Regions from separate parts of the Mus musculus genome. Here regions 2 and 3 are each linked to region 1. Evidence: chromatin contacts called from public Hi-C and Micro-C data. All regions are on one chromosome and are shown on one strand. Each heading gives the region's core, a stretch centred on a gene start, on an enhancer-like site or on the middle of the called end of the contact. The rest is flanking DNA. Distances are from core to core; before and after follow the strand shown.

Region 1 (4,570 bases), core at 1,883-4,382:
TTAGGAACTGACCTTTGAGGGTCGGCCCTAAATGGGACATGTCTCTGTCACTGTCACACACGGTGGAATAGAATTGAGGAAAGGGTGTGTGAGACACAGGCTTCGGCCAGTGCTGTGAAATGCTGCCTCTGTACACAGTATGGCTGTTCCTGGACTCAAGACAGCTGTCCTTACCAGCACAGGATGGAGCTGGTCAACATTCCAGCACGGAGGGGGCGGGGCTCATGAGGCTCCGCCCCTTTTCCCAGGTGCTATTGCATAGCCAGAGGAGCGGGACTTTTTTTTTTTTCCCCAGTGATGCCCTTAGCTGTTGATTAAGTTGCTCACGCTCCGGTACACAGATTCACACCCACACTCCTGCAAGCAACACTAATTAAACTCTGTCATAAAAAGGGGTCGCCCGTGTAGGAGGGCTCTGACTCGTTAAAGGGATCCCGAGGGAGTGGGAGTGGGATGGGAATCAGAAAGGGCATTGGGGGCTGAATATAGCAAAACTACATTATATACATGTTAGAAAAATAAGGGGGAGTGAATATAGTAAAAATACATTATGTTAAGAAAATAAGGGCTGTTCAGACCGCTCAGTGGGTAAAAGGTGTTTCCACCAAGCTTAAATGTCAATTCGATCCCTGAGATCCAAAGGTGGATGGAGAGGTTTGACTCCGGTGGGTTATTCTCTGACCTCCTCAGGTGTACCCTCCCACACAAATCAATACATACACAATAGACAGAAAGCATTTCAGGAAGCTTTAAGGACCAGAGAGACCGCTCAGCAGTTTAGAGCACGTACGGCTCTTGCAGAGGACTGGGGTTTAGTTCCCAGAACTCATGTGATAGATCATGAATGTATGTAACTCCAGATCCGGGAGATCCAGGGCCCTTTTCTGACCTCTACGAACACCAGGCATGCATGTGATGCACATATTCACATACATGAAAAAACACCCCCACACAGAAAAGCATGTAAATATAAACATAAATTCAAGTGTGAAGGAGCCTAGTGGGTGGCTTGTACCTGGAATCCCAGCATTCAGACGGCTTGAGGCAGGAGGTGCGAGCCTGGGACACACAATGATTTTTAGGTGAGTCTGGGCTATAAGTGAGACCCCATTTCAAAAAGAAGGAACAGGAGGAAGAGAAGGATGAGATGGAAGATCGCATCAGCAGAAAATAAGGAGAAAGGGGTTTAAGAGAAAAATGGTAGGGGAGAGGCATTTTTTTTTTCTCAAAAAGGATGCATGAATGGCCCAAGCCCATGAAGAGAGAGATGTTCACCATACTGGGAGAGAAAAAAAATCAAAGTCATGACGAGATATGGATACCACACATCCCACAGGAAGGCTGGACTGAAGCAGATGTTAAAGAGGATGGGAGACCCTGAGTCCCTCCACCCCCCTCTGCTAGTGACTGGGGCTCAGCCAGCCAGGGCTCCTCCACATGCTAAGCATAAAGTTACTGTGGGACCCAAGGCCACAGACCATTAGGAAAGAGTGAAGCCTAACTGGCTTGTCAGAGGTGCTAAGTCCTGCTTTCTCTGCCCCTCACACGGGGCCTGCTGCTCCTGAGCAGGACTATTCTGGCCTCTCCCAGGGCTCTTGAACGTCATACATAATAAGGGCCAGAGTTGAGAGAAGCTGGGCCCACCCCACCAGCCTACCATAGCCTACCATAGCCCTTCCCAGAGTCCTGTGGTCTTCATCTGTACTGACAGATACCACTGTCTCGGAGCTGCCCAGTGTAAGTACGAAGGCTGGCTGGAGCTGAGGTCCTGGAGGCTCAGAACTGTCTCTTGGGTGAACTGGGGCCCTGCAAGTACTCTTTATACCCAAGTATAGGGTCCTTTCTCCTGAGCTATGCCTGGTCACCCAAATCAGGTCGGGACATCCCTGGTCCTGACTCATATTAGTCTCTTCAATCCCCGATGGTACTCAGAGACCCTCTACCCCTCAAGTCACAAAGCCCCTGGTTCCCATGTCCATATTGGGACTTCACAGTGAGTACCTCTGAGGAAAACACCCACTGAGGTCACTTCCTTGCTGGTTTCTACCTAGGCCAGGGAGGAAGGAGCAGAGAGCTTAACGAGCAGCCAGAAGCTTAACCAGTGGCTGGAGGGAGGTCTGGTTAGTTCCAGCCAAGTTCTCAGGGCAAGATTGACCATTCTCTGAGTGGGGCCCTCCTTCCCACAGCTGGAGCTGACACAGCCGAGAGCTGCAAGCTGGGCTGAGGACTCAGCCTGGTCAGACGGTAGCCATCAAGGAGTGACCTTATCGATGCTACAACAAATGGAACCCAGAGCCTCCTGGATGATGTCCTGAACTTGGGGAACAGGAAGGAGTGTCCTGTATTTGGAGCACCAGATCTATGCAGGCACCTTGAGGATTCCTAGCCACTCAGACAGCTCACTTTTCTGAGTCAGCCACCAACAGTCCCGCCCAGCAGATGGGCAGATTGAAGCCCGGGGAGGTGACCTGGGCCCTGCCTGAAGCTCCAGTCTCTCTGAACGTCAGGGAAAGGAGCCTGTTCTGCTCAAGGCCCCCAGTACCAGCATCTACTGTCTACTGAGCTCACAACACCTGCAAGGCCCAGCCTCACCCACAGCAGCTGGGCACACAGCTCCTACATGGCCTTGCTCCTACCGGGTTTGCTTTGGGTGTGACCAGTGTTAGGGGAGGGCTGTGGACCCTGAAGCTCCCTCACTTTTTTTTTTCTTCTTGTTGCTAGGGATGGAACCTGTTGCTTTGTGGATTCTTGGTAACTACGTTGTTATTGAGCTACCCCTGGCTTTCTCACTTCCCTTTCAGACAGTGGTCATCATTTGGAGCAGGGACACAGGCTCATCGTGTTCAGGAGGAGGAGCCTGGGTTCAGCGCCCCCTCATCCTGGGTCCTTTTTACAGACTTGGGTTCCAGCCTGACTAAGGAAAATATCACCAGGGCAGAATTTCCTGGTATCCTGACGCCACCCGGTACCCAGATCCAGCGGTTTTGCTACAGCGTAGAGCAGATGAGACTAACCAGGAGGAGAATTCTGGTGTAGGCACTCCAGCAGATTGGGTTGGGTAGACAAGAAAGAGGGGTGCCCTCGCTGCCCTTGTGCTTTTGGTGGCACAGCGCTCTCTGGTGGCGATATGTGGTATCACTCTCCTTTGTTGGCGACCACTAGGTGGCGGTTTTCAAGGCCTAAGGCTGACTTGAGCTGTCTAGATTTTCCTCTTCTATCTTCCCCTCTGACTCTTGCACCGGGATTCCCACCTGCAGTGTAACCTCTGACAGTGCACCGGGGGCTGGGGGGTGAGGAGCGGGGAGGGATAAAACAAAGCCCTCTGCAGACAGAAGCAGAGGCTTCAGTGGCCCACAGCCTTGCCTGTCAGCTGACCACTTCCATTCTTTCTGATAATGGAGCTCTGTGTGTTTGGGAATCGCTGTGACAAAGCTCCCTTTGTCTCCGTGGACTTGTTTGTAAGAACAAAGTTGCTTAGTGTTCACACCATTTAAACACAAAAGTGGGCTCATAATTGGGACAGAGTCTCTCCCAACCATAGCACACGCACGCACACATCTCAAGCATAAAGTTTATCAAATTAGTACAAAATTCTGCGGCAAAAGCTGAGTAGAGATGCAAAGCGAAGCGGGACCCCAGTTTGCTGCTGTGCTGCCCACGTGCTCCCCTTTCGTGACAAGAACTCAAGAGAAACAGTTTAACCGGACTTGATCTCAACGTCAGAGGTTTCAACTCGGGGTCTCCAGCCCTACTGTTTTTATGCCTCTCTGTGGAGAGGCAGAACACAAAGCAGGAAGGGTGCCGTGGGAGAAAGCCACTCCCATCATGGCACCCAGGAAGCAGAGAGACAGGAAGGAGCCAGGGTCAGGAGAGACCTTAAGGGCAAGCCTTCATGGCAACCCCTTTCTTCTGACCATGCCCCACCCTTCCACAATCCAACTCTTCCCAACAGACAAGTAACAATTTGAGTCCCTCGATGGATCAAGCCACAGATTTCCCCTAACATCTGGTTCTCTCTGCAAACACCCTCACAGGCAGACCAGGGGTGTGTTTTACTAATACAGATGTCTTTTTTATCGGAAGTTTTAATCCCAGCACTCTGGAGGAAGAGGCAGGGAGATTTTTGTGTGAGTTTGAGGGTCTATGTAGTGAAGTTTCAGTTCACCTAGGGTAACAGGAAGAGATCCTGTCTGAAAATCTGGGGGAAGGGAATGAGCAGGGGGAAGGAGAGGGAGGGAGGGGGAGAGAAGACAGAATGGAATGGAACCATCTGTGGTTTGCTTACTGGGATAGGCATGGAGGGGTGGGTGGCAGATGTCCTCTGCAACTTGACTTGAAAGGTATTGCAAAGCAAGATGGCTCTGGGGCGGGTTGCTTGTGGGCAGGGCAGATGGGGCAGATCCAGGTCACTGGTGTTTATAAGAGAAGGTGGGTAGGCATATCCACTGTGCAAGTCTTTCAACTTCGCTGTGTTTGAAATTTTTCCTGATAAAATGATGTGGGAAAAGTCACAAGAAGGTGAATACTACAGAGGTCTCAGAGGCTGGTCCTATTGTCTGGCCCAGGCCAA
Region 2 (4,279 bases), core at 1,767-4,266, 570 kb after region 1:
CCATGGACACTCAGGTACACATATCTCACACACACACACACACACACACACACGTATGTATAGTTTAACCATAATAAAAGTATTTTTAAATCCAAAAATAAAAAGTAAAAGAATGCCATGATAAAACAGTAACTTTTCACAATATTCATAGTTAAAACCTGTAAAAGTGTTCAACAGTCTATCCACCACAAAAGAAAAAAAGAAAAAATATCAAGTAAACAAGACAACCAGCACACAGAGAATGACTGGGTTGTTTCAAGCCTTCCATACACAATAGCTAATAAGGTTCCAATACATCAGAGGCGACCCATTTACTAAATTTACTGCATAGTTGATAAACTCACACTAATCTGGTTTTACCCCAATAAACAGCAAAAATTAACTTTAAAAGGGAAGTGCCTTATCTTACCTACAAATATGTTCTCTAACTACATGGTAGTAGGAGAGATAGTTAAAGAAAATGGTATTTGGTCTCTACTTCAATCTTAACAATTTCATGAGAAAGGAGAAAAATGAAATGTAATGTAAGTAGCACACACCAAGCACTAGATAACATGTGTGTGCAGTGAGTTCAAAGGCCAGTCCTCGTGTGGACTGAGGTGGCAACTAAAGCCACAAGCAGCAATTGTAGCAGCTGGACAGATGTCCAATAAGCCGAGGAACCAAGAGAAGGCTCAAGAAGTCCTCTAAGGCCACTGAAGTCTGCTCAAAGGCCAGCTGCTTAGGCCAGTAATCTACCTAAGAGGCTGTGGCAGGAGTGCAGTGCATCTAAGGCCAGCCGGGGCTACCCAGTGAGACCCTGACTCAAGAACTAACAAATAAATCCCTGTTCAGAGGAATTATCCCAGCTAGAAAGTCCTTGCCTGATCCGCTCATTTGACTTGAAGGAAGCAGGACATGAATGCTAAATAACACAAGACAACTTATAATTATCTTATTCACACACATTCATCTTTCCCTTAGGAGGGCAGCCCCATGAAAGCAGGAAGTGGGTCTGTCTAGTGAACTGAGTCACCCCAGGTCCCAAGCCTCCACACCACAAGAGACATCAGTGAACATCTGTTGAGCGACTGAGCAAATATATAAGAGACATAGTCGAGATGAATCAGAAAGCACTTAAGGATTGTGAAGAGGGAACTAGAATAAGTTCAAACAAGAGAACAAGAGTAGGATCCAGGAAAAAGTGTTGAAGAAAAAGAAATGAGTTGAACAAACAAACAACAATAACAAACAAAGCCTGATTGGACAGCAGCTACAAACTAAGAGACAGAATAAGCATTTGGGTAGTCAGTTATCTCAATCTAGAGTGGGGGTGGGAGGGTCAGTGTGGTGGCTTTAATCCCAGCACTCAAGAGGCAGAGGCAGGTGGATCTCCAAGTCTGACATCAGCTTGGTCTACATCGTGAGTTCCAGGACAGCCAGGGCTATGTACTGAGAGCCCAGGAGAGCAGCACTGGTATGCTCGGCACTGCAGTGGATTGATAGGCGAGCTGGAGATGCACAAGTAAGTAAGACTGCAGAGGACCTGAGTGGAAACCAGGCCTGTTCTCCAATATATGTGATATTTCAGTTTCCACGTTCGAGGGAGGAGAGGCTGAAGAGTCACAACGCTCTTCACAGGGAAAGTGGCGTGACTGGTACAGCTTCAACTTTAATTTGGAAGGACACCTTGTCACAATAAACGTCACTCCCTCCTTTCTCCCACTACTGCAGGCAGTGTAATGTGAACGCGGCTCACTGAGGATAATGAAGCCTGACATCTGGCCTTTCCCGGTCATAACAGGAACTACAGCATGACCACACATGTCACTCTTGATCACACATGGCACACAGGTCTGATGGGGAAAATGTCTATTATTCTTGGTTTATTGGGAAGAAAAGCAACAGAAGAAATAGTTATAAAAGGAAAAGCTACATAATGTCATCACTTAGCAGGAAACTAAGACGCAAAGGACCTTTTATGCTCTAGCCACTGTTTCACACAGGCATCTGGACAGAAAATGTACAACAAAGTCCAAGGCACAGACGTGCTCACCTAAGCAGGGGTTATAATGTTTCATCTGCACATTTGAGACTTGAGCTCTATACACAGTCATGGGTGACCCTGAACTTCTGGCACTCCTTCTTCCATATCCCAAGTGGAGATTGCTGGAATGTAGTACTACCACCTGACTTTATGTAGTATAGTTCTATTTCTACCTTGGTTCTCCTTCAGGTCTCCACTCTCACCGATAACTCATCGCCATCTTACCACCTTGAACAGAGACAATCAAATGCACACTGATTATCAGCTAGTGTCCCCTATCAGCTTCAGTGTCCCCTAGCATGTCCACCTGCTCCAGTGCAAGGGTTTGCTATGTTATGAGCAGTAAATGAAAGCTCACTTGCCCCACACATGACTGACGCCAGCAGGCTCTGCCCAGTTTACTTGGTGGCAGTGAGCTTCCACAGAGTGCATGTTTTGCATATAGTCAAGTCTGATCTATTTTTCCTGCTTTCATTAGAAGGGACAGTGACCTGGCTTCCAAACTGCCTCAAAGTTAAGCTGAAGATGAAAAGCAGCAGTGTGGTTATTTTTAGAGCTCTACAGGCATAAAAATACGGCAGGACCTGTGACCCACAGCTATGCACAGCAGAGCATCACACCACGCGGCACTCTTCCTCAGCTAGGAGCATCTGTGGTGCCTCAGACGCTTGCTTTTTTTTCACTCCACTCCTACAGATGCTGCAGCATGCATTTGGGACCAGCATCCGTAGCTGCCAGCATCCTTTCCAAAGAAAATAAGCTACATTCAAAAGGTAGACAATTATATAACTCATGAAGATGAAAGGTTTTATATATATATATATCTCCAAATGAAGACAACAGATCCCCATTCCTAACACAGAAAGTTGTTTGTTTCAAACACAGTTCCAGTGGGTAAATGAGGAGACATTCCTTCCCTGGAGGACACCCCCAGAGAGTGAGACCCATCTGAGAGAAACAGCTTCATCCCCAACTTGGGCAAACTCTGGCAACACTCCCGCAACAGACCCCTGGCTCGGCAGGTAAGCTTGCGTTTTCTGTACTAAGAGTGAGTCACACGTGTGCTGTGGACAGCACTTTTCAAGTTGGTGATGTTTCAAGACCCCCCTAAAAACTTCTATTAGCAAGTGTTATTTTCAGAAATTGCTCAGTTTGTATTATTATCTTTGATTTTATTTCATTTCTGCTTAGTTTTTATTTAGGTATTTTCAAAGCTTGGGTTTAGCACTGACCTAGTTAGAAATTGAAAGACTTTAATCCACACTCTAATCTTATTTTGACCTGCATGTTTTACCAGTGGAAAAATTCATGTACTTTTCTGGCAATAGTAAAAAATATTTACTGTTAAAAACCATAAAAATTTTATGCAAGTAAACATTTCATATCTCCACAGCCTAAAAATGCCACTTTTTAGCTGGGTGAAATGGCCAAGAAATTATTCCTACAAACAAACACGCTACGCTGGCTCTGAGGTAGTGACAAAGACTCTGCTTCGGGAGTTAAAATGGCATTTGAAGGAGCGCGAGAGATTAATACATGAGATCGAAAATGAACAGAAAGTGAAAAAGACAGGCGTGGACTACAACTGGCTGAGAAGTTACCAGACTTCTCACACAATGATCCCAGCTACCGAACAAAGACAACTGGAAGTTCTGTGCTCACAAGTACAACCTTGTCAAGCTGGAACCGTTCTCAGCAGGTAGACTACTATGTTCTTTATGGTCTTGTGGTGTGTGAGATTCAGACTAAAAGCTGCCTCATTATATAAACTCAATCCGTGTACCGATGCCCAAAACCCTATGTACCTCTAGGTAGCTTACTGGTAGAAATTTACTTTAATTACAAAGTTTCTTCACTGAAAGCTTAATTATAATGCTTTTCCTGTTACTTAATTATAATGCTTTTCTGGACACAGTTACATATGTAAGCTTCATTTGGGAAATCGGGTACAAGAAAATTTCTAAATACTCATCCCTACAACTCCCCCCCCCCTTAGATTTAGAGAACTTTTGGCAGAAAACGATGTACTTCCCTGGGAAATTGTCTACATCTTCAAGCAAGTTCTGAAAGACTTTCTCAGCAGTCCTGCCAGAGGGGGTCACCATGCTGGCCTATGGGACTCTGACATCACCGGTCCCCCTACCCCTGCGCTCCCAGGTGAAAGCTCTGAGAGGCCAGACAAAGAGGAGATACCCACGATTTCAAGCTATGTAGACAAACATGCCAAGAACAGGTTTCCCCCCTGTTCACACA
Region 3 (4,784 bases), core at 212-2,711, 670 kb after region 1:
CCTTAGCTCTGAGTCAGGCAGAGTGAGTTAAGCTCTCTTTCTCTCTAGTTTTGTGAGCTCCATGATTTGAACCCATGATTAAGCTCTCCAAGCCCCTTTTCCTAATCTGTAAAGTGAAAAGTAGTAGCTGTCTTAGAGTAAAGACAGAAGTTAAGGGTGTGAGAAGCCCTTACACTGCACTAAGGAGGTTGGAAACTAGTGGTGCCAGTGACTTTCCTAGGGCAGTGACTCTTCCTTTAGTTTAATACTAGCTCTTGAGAATTTCATAAGACCATCCTGCTATTCTCTCAAAGTATTGGGCCATGGTCTACACTAAGAAACATTTTATTAGGTGACTCAGTTCTTATAGACACCCCTCTCCTGTGACTGACTGACTGTCTCTTTGTCTCTCTCTGTCCCTCTCTTTCTCTCTCTCTCTCTCTCTCTCTCTCTCTCACACACACACACACACACACACACTCACACACACACTCATACACACACACACACGCGCACACACACACTCTCACACACACAATGTCTGCATGCACTCTTGCCAGGTACAGGATACTGCTGTTTTTTGCTGTTTTGTTTTTGCTTTTATTTTACATTAAATACCATTTTACAGCACTTTTGTTGTTGTTGTTGTTAACTTTTTTCCTTTTTAAAAAAAATTGGGTATTTTCTTTATTTACATTTCAAATGTTATCCCGTTTCCTGGTTTCCCCTCCAAAAACACCCTCCTCCATCCCCCCCATCCCCCTGCTCCCCAACCCACCCACTCCCATTCCTGGCTCTCGCATCCCCCACACTGGGGCATGGAGCCTTCACAGGACCAAGGGCCTCTCCTCCCATTGATGTCCAACTAAGGCCATCCTCTGCTGCATGTGCAGCTGGAGCCAGGAGTTTCACCATGTGTGCTCTTTGGTTGGTGGTTTAGTCCCTTGGAGCTCTGGGGGTACTGGCTAGTTCATATTATTGTTCCATTTTACAGCAGTTTTAGGAATACAGAAAAATGGAACAGAAACACAATTTTCCTGCTTTCTTCTCATCCCACCGCAGACCTAGCACTTATTAACTATCATTGTGATCTATCTGTTACAGTGATGGACCAGTTTTGATATGTTTTGGTTGACTGAGGTCCTTGGCTTATAGGCTGAGCTTCACTCTTGGAATATAGCTCTGTGAGTTTTGACAGATGTGTAATGTTCCACACTTCCAGTGTCATTCAGAATAGCTTTGTTGTCCTGAAAGACCCTGCAGTCCGTTCTCCCTTGCAGCCCTGTAGCTGATCCAGACTCTATTGTTTTGTTTTTCTAGAATCTTATACAGTTGGAATCCAGCAGTATGTATGTAGCCTTTCAGACCAGTTTCACCCAGCAGCTTATAGTTAGAGGTCCTCCTCGTCATTTTCTGGCTTGATGGCACATACTTTTTATTGCTGTAGTCTTACACTGTCTGAATAGGTCAGTTTGTTGACTCATTCATCTACTAATGGCATCTTGGTTGTGTCCAAATTTTTGGCAATTCTGAGAATTGATACAAGCTTTTGTGTGAAAATAAACATCATATGGTAAAAGTGTTTTTGTGTTTGAGGAGAGGTTTTGAGACACTGTACCTAGATGGGCCTGGCACTTAACTGTGAAGTCCAGGCTAGTCTTGAACTTGTAGCACTCCTCGTACACCATCAGCCTCCCAAGTGTTGGACTGGAATTAGAGCTGTGACCCCTGTTTTGTTTTATAGGACATTTTATAGGATTGTCTTCCAAAGTGGCTGTGGCATTGTCTACTGCTTAGTTCCTTTTGCTGCGTGCCTGTAACATGAAACAGTGACAGCAGAGTTGGCAGGACTATGGAGGGCCGTTTGCCTGACTGAGGGTGACTACTGTGTCATTGTTCTGAAAGCTGTTCCCCGCGACACTTCTTGTGCACACATGGCATTTGCACGTCAGCTTTGCTTAGATGTGTGTTCACATCATTTGCTCCTTAGAAAAGGTGTGTTTCCATACTGATGTTAAGAACTTTCTGTGTTTTAGGATGCAAGTTCCTTGTTGCCTGTACACTTTTCCAGATAATTTTTTTAGTCTGAGTTGTGACTTTCAATTTTCTTTTTAAGATTTCTTTTTTCGAGACAGGGTTTTTCTATGTAGCCCAGGCTGTCTGCAGTGTGCTCTGTAGACCAGGCTATCCTCGAACTCAAGAGATCAGCCTAGCCTGCCTTTGCACTACAATCCCAAGTACTGATATTAATATGCATTTTTAGGCTTAAGTATTTATTTATTTTGAAATTTTTTCATCACTCTATTAAGGCCAACTCTTCCTTTAAGACATGGTCAATTTCCAATTATTATTATATCTTTTTTAAAAATTGACGTGGGACTCATATAGCCTAGGCTGGATTCAAATTCTCTTTGTAGTTGGGGCTAGTCTTGGACTCCTGATCCTTCTGCCTCAAGTGCATCACTGCATCTAACTTCTTTAGTTTTCTCTGAATGTGGGATTGCTCCCTGTTGTCATGCAGCGCCACCTTGTGGGAGGAGGGAGTCTGTCTAGAGGCATCCCGATATGAGGTATGAGGGAATCTGCTGAGACTCTTATGTTAATCTTATGTTAATCATGGCTTTGGACTTTCACAATAATACTTTTTCTTGTGTCATGTAGACTAAGTCAGTGGGTAAAGGGGTAAATATTCTCTTATCTTTTTTTTTTTTTTTTTTTTAATTTTATTTATTCATTATATGTAAGTACACTGTAGCTGTCTTCAGACACTCCAGAAGAGGGCGTCAGATCCCGTTACGGATGGTTGTGAGCCACCATGTGGTTGCTGGGATTTGAACTCCTGACCTTCGGAAGAGCAGTCGGGTGCTCTTACCCGCTGAGCCATCTCACCAGCCCTTCTCTTATCTTTATTGTGAAGAAAACTTGAAGATAAAAAGGCAGACAAACACATATCCTTCAGGATTCAAAAGTCCTACCAAATCATATAACTGGGGGATTTATGTAGTCAATCCATGCTTTATGCCCGGTGCTGATCCAGGTACTGATGACACAGCTGAAGGCTGACCAGGATCTCTGTTCTCAGGAAATGGATAAGCATTTGAACCCTGAGCCAGGTAAGAGACAGGTAACAGATGGAGTTCCTTTAGTTAGATTGGTTAGGGGGAGCTCTGATGAGCGCTGAGCAGCTGAGTGCAGTGGTCCGGTCCAGCATCAGGGCAGCATGCATGGAGACAAAGTAATGTATCTAATGGCAGGCGCAGCAGCATCCACTTAGGTTGCTTTGCAGAGGTGCCGGCTCTGCTGGCTCGGGCTCCATCAGTAACAGTGATGTTGTGCCCAGAGACTGAGGATGTTTCTGTTTGCCTTTTTTCTCTCTCTTAACATCTCTTTACTTTATGTATATGAGTATCTGCCCTGCATGTATGTATACATGTGTGCCATGTATGTGCAGGAGGCTTCCAAGACCAGTAGAGGGTATCAGATATCCCTGAACTGGAGTTATAGACAGTTGTTAAATGCCATGTGGGTCCTAGGAATTCAGCCTATGTCCCCTTTAAGAGCAACAAATGCTCTTAACCACTGAGCCATCTCTCCAGCCTACATCTCTGAGGCTTTAAGTTAAACACAGAGATGCAACATGTCTGACCCAGAAGGAGCTTAGAGTCAGTCCTCTGGTGCATGGAAGAGCTAAGGGTTTTTCAGGATGGTTGTCTGTGCCCACCTCGACGAATCCTTTCCTTGGTTTCTGTGCGCTCCTTACTTATTACCTACCAAGAAAGTTAACTAAAATTTAGTGTATCTTTATTGTGTTCTTCCAGGTCATTTATCTTTGCTATCCCACACTTCCTTTTGTTTTTTTAAATATTCATTTTATATATGTGTCCACTGTCACTGTCTTCAGACATACCAGAGGAGGGCGTCAGATCCCATTACAGATGGTTGTGAGCCACCATGTGGTTGCTGGGAATTGAACTCAGGACCTCTGGAAAAGCAGTCAGTGTACTTAACTGCTGAGCCCTCTCTCCAGTCCCCACAGTTCCTTTTCAATAGGAAATGAAAGCAGGACAGATCCAAAGTTTCATCAGAGCAGAGTTCAGTGCCATTGCCTTAAAAGAAACATTCCCAGAGTCCACCAAGCTCCTGCTGAGAATTGAGAACCAGTAATGAGGGAAAGCCATTCCCATCACCATCAGCAAAGTCAGCACACAGCTAAGGAGAGAGCTTGAGGCTCAGTCAAGGGTTTGTGCTACATAAGAATTGATTGCCTTTTCTGAAAGTCTTGTAGAGTCCACTTTCTAAAAACAAATTCTGAGGAACAATTTGTGTGCCATAAATTTTGCCTGTTTTAAGCCAGATGTGGTGGCCTTTAATCCCAGCTGAGACAGGTGGATCTCTGTGAGTTTGAAGCCAATCTTGTCTACATAGTGAAAACCTGTCTCAAAAATAAGTAAATATGCCTATCTTAAGTGAACAGTTTAGTCATCTTCAGCAAATGTCTAAAGCTGTAGAACCATAACCACAGTCTGTAAGTGTGGGCCTGGGGACCAGCGGAGGTCTCTGTCCAGGCCTGCTGCGAGGCTTCCAGTGAAGGCAAGTGAGTCTGCCACTGCCGTGCCTTCCAGGTCACTCAGTAACTCCGAGCCGCTCTGGACTGAGTCAGGTTGGGCTGGGACTACGAGAAGCAGAGTGCGGTGGGACCTCAGATGGCTCTTTGGGAGAGAAGATCTCTTTCCCATGTTACATACAGCTCTTGGAACAAAAGACTCAGAGGAAGGAGTAGTTCTCACGTACCTTTAATTCCCTGC

Evidence for each region. Hi-C and Micro-C count contacts between places; a contact is called where the count stands out from the background.
Region 2: a contact with region 1 is called in a Hi-C map of rod photoreceptor, with 2.0 times the contacts expected there. The contact joins the promoter of Rd3l here to the enhancer-like site in region 1. A contact is called at or near these places in 7 of 39 promoter capture datasets (the HPC-7 cell line, HPC-7-derived erythroid cells, cranial neural crest and 4 more), 3 of 484 Hi-C or Micro-C datasets (the G1E-ER4 cell line, embryonic stem cells and rod photoreceptor), 1 of 115 datasets of contacts at active chromatin or transcription factors (embryonic stem cells) and 1 of 9 other capture datasets (liver).
Region 3: a Micro-C map of the G1E-ER4 cell line shows a contact between it and region 1, with 3 times the contacts expected there. The contact joins two enhancer-like sites. A contact is called at or near these places in 3 of 15 datasets of contacts at CTCF or cohesin (embryonic stem cells, large pre-B cells and stem cell-derived epiblast-like cells), 10 of 484 Hi-C or Micro-C datasets (the G1E-ER4 cell line, the HL-1 cell line, cerebellar granule neurons and 4 more) and 4 of 115 datasets of contacts at active chromatin or transcription factors (astrocytes, embryonic basal ganglia, embryonic stem cells and 1 more).

What each region holds. Positions count from the first base shown.
Region 1 is chr12:112,550,768-112,555,337 of GRCm38.p6, reverse strand. No RefSeq gene overlaps it. Among named protein-coding and RNA genes, the nearest start is that of Gm40584, 17 kb to the right of the region's middle. Within about 2 kb of position 3,132, at least 76 of the 459 cell types and tissues checked have an H3K27ac peak or open chromatin away from gene starts, as enhancers often do. A contact at or near this core is called in the G1E-ER4 cell line and rod photoreceptor, where this site is marked.
Region 2 is chr12:111,979,488-111,983,766 of GRCm38.p6, reverse strand. Rd3l (retinal degeneration 3-like) reads left to right here and starts at 3,016. Exons shown (of 3, transcript NM_001127685.1): 1 at 3,016-3,048; 2 at 3,420-3,725; 3 at 4,023-4,279. The coding sequence starts at 3,427. The region is part of intron 1 of Tdrd9 (tudor domain containing 9); the gene reads right to left.
Region 3 is chr12:111,876,163-111,880,946 of GRCm38.p6, reverse strand. All of the region lies in intron 1 of Ppp1r13b (protein phosphatase 1, regulatory subunit 13B), which reads left to right. Among named protein-coding and RNA genes, the nearest start is that of Ppp1r13b, 30 kb to the left of the region's middle. Within about 2 kb of position 1,461, at least 3 of the 459 cell types and tissues checked have an H3K27ac peak or open chromatin away from gene starts, as enhancers often do. A contact at or near this core is called in the G1E-ER4 cell line, where this site is marked.